Regions from separate parts of the Mus musculus genome. Here region 2 is linked to region 1. The links are chromatin contacts, called in public Hi-C maps. All regions are on one chromosome and are shown on one strand. The core of a region is the stretch at or near the end of the contact, and the rest is flanking DNA. Distances in the headings are between cores, read along the strand shown. Region 1 has its middle 16 kb from the start of Usp40. Region 2 holds the start of Ugt1a9 (UDP glucuronosyltransferase 1 family, polypeptide A9).

Region 1 (3,476 bases), core at 813-3,312:
TTACCAGGACCCTTTCAAACCTTTGTCGAAATAAGAACCCTGCACCTCCCTTAGACGCTGTTGAGCAGATTCTTCCTACTTTAGTTCGACTCCTGCACCACAATGATCCAGAAGTATTAGTAGATTCCTGCTGGGCCATTTCCTACCTGACTGATGGTCCAAATGAGCGCATTGAGATGATTGTGAAGAAAGGAGTTGTTCCCCAACTTGTGAAGCTTCTAGGAGTTACTGAACTGCCCATTGTGACTCCTGCACTAAGAGCCATAGGTTATATTGTCACTGGAACAGATGTACAGACTCAGAAAGTGATAGATGCAGGAGCACTTGCAGTCTTTCCCAGCCTGCTAACAAACCCCAAAACTAACATTCAGAAGGAGGCCACATGGACAATGTCAAACATTACAGCTGGACGCCAGGACCAGATACAGCAAGTTGTGAATCACAGCCTAGTCCCCCTTCTTGTTGGTGTCCTCTCTAAGGCAGACATTAAGACACAGAAGGAGGCCGTGTGGGCTATAACCAACTATACCAGCGGTGGGACTGTTGAGCAGATTGTATATCTCATTCATTGTGGGATAACAGAACCTTTGATGAACCTCCTGAGTGCAAAAGATACCAAGATTATTCAGGTTATTCTTGATGCCACATCAAATATCTTTCAGGCTGCAGAGAAACTATGTGTGACAGAAAAGCTCAGTATAATGATTGAAGAGTGTGGAGGATTGGATAAAATTGAAGCACTACAGAGCCATGAAAATGAGTCTGTATACAAGGCCTCATTGAACTTAATTAAGAAGTACTTCTCAGTGGAGGAAGATCAAAATGTGTTGCCAGAAACTACCTCTGAAGGCTTTGCCTTCCAAGTTCAGGATGGAGCTCCCGGGACCTTTAACTTCTAATGTCCAGCCAAGGCACAAAATAGCTATGTGCTGTGCTATTCTATGTTCTCATAGATTTGTCTTACTGTTTTCTCTACTAAGAACTCTTTTTAAATGTGGTTTGTTATTGTCGCACTTTTTACAAAAGAAACTATACTTGAACAGTTATAAACTGTACATACTCTATGAAGCTGTCCTCTGAATTTATTTCTATTTGGAATTTCATACCCTGTCATGTCCTGTAAATAAAGATTAAAGTTCCATTCTTTAAAAAAAAGACACTGCCTTACATAGTCATTATATCCTGCCTCACTCAATACCAGGACTAAGTCCATCAGTCTCTCCAGGAACTGTGATGAAAGATGCAAGTCCTAGGCTTCAGGCCCATTGGTTCCTAGAAGAGCACCTCTCTCCAACCCTCCCACACACCCTCGCCCCCACCCCCAGCCATGGTGCCTGGAGTAAAGTAATCTGACCCTCATCATTGGAGTCAACGAGTTTTTAGAGGTCAGGTGCTCTTCATCTTCTATCTTGTGTCCAGATGTCTGTCCAAAAGCCAGGCTTAGAAATAAAAGCCATCCTGTCTTAGAAACGTTGCTTAAAAGAACAAAAGCCTCCTAGTGAATATCTAAAACAGTGAGTGTTTCCTATTTTGACAGGGACAGTGGCTGGCTTATTAGATGACTGGAGTCCTACAGCAGGGCAGAGTCCCAAGGCTCAGTACCTGTCAGTCAAGACTCCTAAACTCTCAGATCCATGAACTCAAAGCAACTTAGAATTGATTTGAGACCTGAGAAGTCCTTTAAAACAAAATGTGTCCTTTAGGGAGTATCCTGCTTCTGTGTGACCTCTAGCACTCTCTACCTCTACTTGGTGACTCTCACTGTCTCTCCTGCTGAGCTTCAGTTCCTATGCTGTATAAATGACCGTGTGGTAGTTGAAGAGACCCCTTTAAGGCAGCCTCTTACTTTTTCGGAATTGTCAACACCTAAAATATTGTTTCATGACTCATTCCAAACTGTTTCTGAAATAGAAGTCATGATATTTCCTAAGCAAAGATCATAACCATTTTTTACCTGGAGAGCATATGAAAGATATTTCTGTCAGTGCAGTTAAGTATTGCTCTTTTGAGTAAATCATTAACACTGAATTTAACGTCACTTGCAAACATGCAAATACATGTGTACACTGCAGAAGGTCTTGTGTTTCTAACTATTAGAAAATCCTACAGTCATAGCAACTGGATTACTCTGGGCTCTGATTTTTAACATGACTCCTGCAACCTTTCCTGCCTCCTTTCCTCTATGTCTGCTCCTGGCCTCAGGCTTGGTCCAGGCAGGCAGGCTGCTGGTGGTGCCCATGGATGGGAGCCACTGGTTTGACATGCAGATGGTTGTGGAGAAACTCATTCAGAGAGGGCATGAGGTGGTGGTAGTAATCCCAGAGGTGAGTTGGCGGCTGGGGAAATCCCTGAATTGTACAATGAAGACATACTCAATTTCTCACACTCTGGAGGACCTGGAGAGAGAGTTCAAGTATTTTACTTACACTCAATGGAAAACTCCAGAACAAAGTATACGTTCTTTCATGACAGGCTCAGCCAGTGGTTTCTTTAAACTGATGTTTTCACACTGTAGGAGTTTGTTTAACGACAAGAAGTTAGTGGAGTAATTGAAGCAGACTTCTTTTGATGCAGTGTTTCTGAATCCTTTTGATATGTGTGGCTTAACTATTGCCAAATATCTGTCACTCCCATCAGTGATCTTTGCAAGACTTTCATTTTGCTACTATCTTGAAGAGGGTGCCCAGTGTCCGAGTCTTCCTTCTTATGTTCCTGGACTTTTCTCAAAATACACAGGCACCATGACTTTCAAGGAGAGAGTGTGGAACCATCTTATCTACATTCAAGACGATGTATTTTGCCCCTATCTTTACAAAACTGCTGTTGAAATTGCCTCTGAAGTTCTGCAGACCCCAGTGACTATGACAGACCTCTTTTGCCCAGTGTCTATTTGGTTGTTATGCACTGACTTTGTGTTGGAGTTCCCCAGACCTGTGATGCCCAACATGGTCTTTGTTGGTGGGATGAACTGTCTCCAGGGGAAGCCACTTTCCAAGGTATGTTATATATGCTTTAGCACATGAGGAGAACTCTAGCTTTGGACAATATATAAAGAAATTCTTTACTGATTTGTGATTTACTGTTTGTATTCTTGTATATGCAATTTCTTTTGGGTTAGAGAATTGTTCTTTGCCAATTTCTAATTAGGAGAATAATTTCCATATAGGTGACTTATTGATATGGATGTGTACAGCTGTGAGATATTTATACATAAATTCCAAGGTACAATCAAATTTTGAATTTACTTTTATGATTCACATTGTGTGTGTAGGTCATGATTAGTAAGGGGAGAGGAAAGAAAACTTTCCTGAGTAGGAGCAAGGACAGTAATGATAGACATGCCACTTCAACACAGAAGCAGGACTATTCAGGGGCAGGAAGAGAACATGTGGAGGTAATGCTGGGCAGCTGGGGAGTGGAGAGAGCCAGAGGAAAGCACTGAACCTCTGAAAATGCCATAATGCCACCGGATCATT
Region 2 (3,347 bases), core at 159-2,658, 46 kb after region 1:
TGGAAATAATGAATTGTTGAACAGAGGCTGTGCTTACACATGAATGTACACATGAGAAGATATGTATTATTCCTTTATACCACACATGGAAATTAGCTTAATAAAGATGCATAATAGCGAAGAAAACTTAATACCATGAAATTCTCACTATATTTGGTGAAATCATCATGACTTTCCCCTGAGAGTCTCTCCATAGAGGTCGCACTGCCCTGGTGCCTGTGGTGAGAGGAGTGTTGTGCCTACACTGTGGCGAGCCAATCCCTCAGAGCATCACTGTTTTACACCCAAGTAAAAGGGTTTTCATGACTCCTGTTTGAAGCATTAAGTGATTAGAATCTCCATTAAAAAGACACTGCCTTACATGGTCATTATATCCTGACTCACACAATACCAGGACTTAGTCCATCAGTCTCTCCAGGGACCGTGATGAAAGATGCAATTCTTAGGCTCCATACCCATTGGTTCCCAGAAAAGCAGCCCCCCTGACCATTGTGCCTGGAGTAAAGTAATCTGACCCTCATTATTGGAGTCAACGAGTTTTTAGAGGTCAGGTGCTCTTCATCTTCTATCTTGTGTCCAGATGTCTGTGCAAAAGCCAGGCTTAGAAATAAAAGCCATCCTGTCTTAGAAACGTTGCTTAAAAGAACAGAAACCTCCTAGTGAATATCTAACACAGTGAGTGTTTCCTATTTTGACAGGGACAGTGGCTGGCTTATTAGATGATTGGAGTCCTACAGCAGGGCTCAGGACTTGTCAGTCAAGACTCCTAAACTCTCAGATCCATGGACTCAAAGCAATATAGAGTTGATTTGAGACCTGGCATGTCCTTTCCAACAAAATGTGTCCTTTAGGGAGTGGCCCATTTCTGTGTGACCTCTAGCACTCTCTGTCACTGTGTGTTCTGCTTAGCTTCACTTCTTTTTTTTTTTTTTTCTTGAGACAGGGTTTCTCTGTGTAGCCCTGGCTGTCCTGGAACTCACTCTGTAGACCAGGCTGGCCTCGAACTCAGAAATCCACCTGCCTCTACCTCTGGAGTGCTGGGATTAAAGGTGTGCGCAACCATGCCTGGCTTAGCTTCACTTTTTATGCTGTATAAATGACCATGTGGTGGTTGTAGAGGCCCCTTTAAGGCAGCCTCTTACTTTTTCTGAATTATCACAATCTAAAGCCTTTTTTCATAACTCATTGAAAACTGTTTCTGTAATAGAGGTCATGATCTTTCCTGAGCATATTTCATAACCGTTTTTTTATCTGCAGACCATATGAAAGATATTTAAGACAGTACAGCTAACTAATTATTTCTCTTTTAAGTAAATCATTAACCTGAATTTAACGTCACTTGCAAACATGCAAATCCATGTGTCCACTGCAGTAGGTCTTGTGCCTCTCTTTTTTAACCAGCTCTATTAGAAAATCTTGCAGTCATAGTGACAGGATTACTCTGGGCTCTGATTTTACCATGGCTCCTGTAGCCTTTCCCACCTCCTTTTTTCTCTGTCTGCTTCTGGCCTCTGGCTTGGCCCAGGCAGGCAGGCTGCTGGTGGTGCCCATGGATGGAAGCCACTGGTTCACCATGCAGATGGTTGTGGAGAAACTCATTCACAGAGGGCATGAGGTTGTGGTAGTCATCCCAGAGGTGAGTTGGCAGCTGGGGAAATCACTGAATTGTACAGTGAAGACTTACTCAATTTCTCACACTCTGGAAGACCTGGACAGAGAGTTCAAGTATTTATCTTACACTCAATGGAAAACTCCAGAACACAGTATACGTTCTTTCTTGACTGGTTCAGCCAGAGGTTTCTTTGAACTAACATTTTCACACTGCAGGAGTTTGTTTAACGACAAGAAGTTAGTGGAGTACTTGAAGCAGAGATTTTTTGATGCAGTGTTTCTGGATCCTTTCGATGTGTGTGGATTAATTGTCGCCAAATATTTCTCGCTCCCATCAGTGATCTTTGCAAGAGGTGTATTTTGTGACTATCTTGAAGAGGGTGCCCAGTGCCCAAGTCTTCCTTCCTATGTTCCTAGACTTTTCTCAAAATACACAGACACCATGACTTTCAAGGAGAGAGTGTGGAACCATCTTATCTACATTGAAGAACATGCATTTTGCTCCTACTTTTTAAGAACTGCTGTTGAAGTTGCATCTGAAATTCTTCAGACCCCAGTGACTATGACAGACCTCTTTAGCCCAGTGTCTATTTGGTTGTTACGCACTGACTTTGTGTTGGAGTTCCCCAGGCCTGTGATGCCTAACATGGTCTTTATTGGTGGGATCAACTGCCTCCAGAAGAAGTCACTTTCCAAGGTATGCTATATGTTCTTTAGCACATGAAGATAGCCCTAGTGTTAGACAATATAAAAGGAAATTCTTTACTGATCTGTGATTTATTGTTTTTGTTATTATGTATGTAATTTCTTTTGGGTTAGAGAATTGTTTTGTGCCAATTTACTAATTAGGAGAATAATTCTATATAGGTGACATTGATATGAGTATGTACAGCTGTGGCATAATTGTATATAAATTCCAAAGTACAATCTAATTTTCAATATACATGTATGCCTTCATAATGTATGTGTAGGTCATGAAATTAGTAAGGCGAGATGAAAAAAATAGAAACAAAGACAGTAATGATAGACATGTTACATCAACACAGAATGATCACTATTCAGGGGCAGGAAGAGCTGCGCATTCCAGGGTCTGTCTCCCTGAAATGTCTTGCTGTGGGTCTCTGTGTTTGTTCCCATCTGCTGCAAGAGAAAACAGCTGTGCTGATGGCTGAATAAGATCCTGACTATGAGTCCAGCAGTACACCAGTGGGAGTCATTTTATTGTCATCTCTTTTTAAACATTCCCAAAGTATTTGTTTTTGCCTTGGCTCTTGAGGCTATCTAGACCTAAGCAGTGTTAGAAGTGAGTTCCATCTCATGGAGTGGGCCTTAAGTGAAATCAGACATTGGTTGGTTAATCTCACAAGGTTTGTACCTCCATTGCTCTAACATATTTTATAATCAAGACAGATTGTAGGTCAATCATATTGTGGTTGGGTTTGCTATCCTGCAGCATACCTTTCCATGTCATAGATGCTAGAGCATGGGGCTGAAGGTTCTATGCAGGCACCAGCTCCAGCTCTCCATGTTCAGTGAGTTGTGTGTGTGTTATTGTCAACACTGGGACCTTGCTGTCAGTGTGTGGAGAGCAACCTATTGTCTTGGCAACAGACTGGGCTGTTTAGGGATTTCCATGGAATCCTTTTGGCTAACAACTGAATTAGATGAAACCCAGTCTCAGCACTGAAAACTTTGTTTGGTCACAAGATATGGCTGGCAGGGTTTTTGTCTCCTTT

What was found. A called contact is a pair of places that touch in the nucleus more often than the background predicts.
Region 2: a Hi-C map of liver shows a contact between it and region 1, with 8 times the contacts expected there. The contact joins the promoter of Ugt1a9 here to the enhancer-like site in region 1. A contact is called at or near these places in 4 of 39 promoter capture datasets (HPC-7-derived erythroid cells, liver, macrophages and 1 more), 3 of 484 Hi-C or Micro-C datasets (extraembryonic endoderm stem cells, liver and nephron progenitors), 2 of 115 datasets of contacts at active chromatin or transcription factors (hepatocytes and intestinal villus epithelium) and 3 of 9 other capture datasets (adipose tissue, liver and macrophages).

The regions. Positions count from the first base shown.
Region 1 is chr1:88,023,064-88,026,539 of GRCm38.p6, forward strand. It overlaps the pseudogene Gm5832 and the pseudogene Gm15375. Among named protein-coding and RNA genes, the nearest start is that of Usp40, 16 kb to the left of the region's middle. Within about 2 kb of position 2,063, at least 3 of the 459 cell types and tissues checked have an H3K27ac peak or open chromatin away from gene starts, as enhancers often do. A contact at or near this core is called in hepatocytes and liver, where this site is marked.
Region 2 is chr1:88,069,371-88,072,717 of GRCm38.p6, forward strand. It overlaps Ugt1a9 (UDP glucuronosyltransferase 1 family, polypeptide A9), which reads left to right and starts at 1,409. Exons shown (of 5, transcript NM_201644.2): 1 at 1,409-2,308. The coding sequence starts at 1,460. The region is part of intron 1 of Ugt1a10 (UDP glycosyltransferase 1 family, polypeptide A10); the gene reads left to right.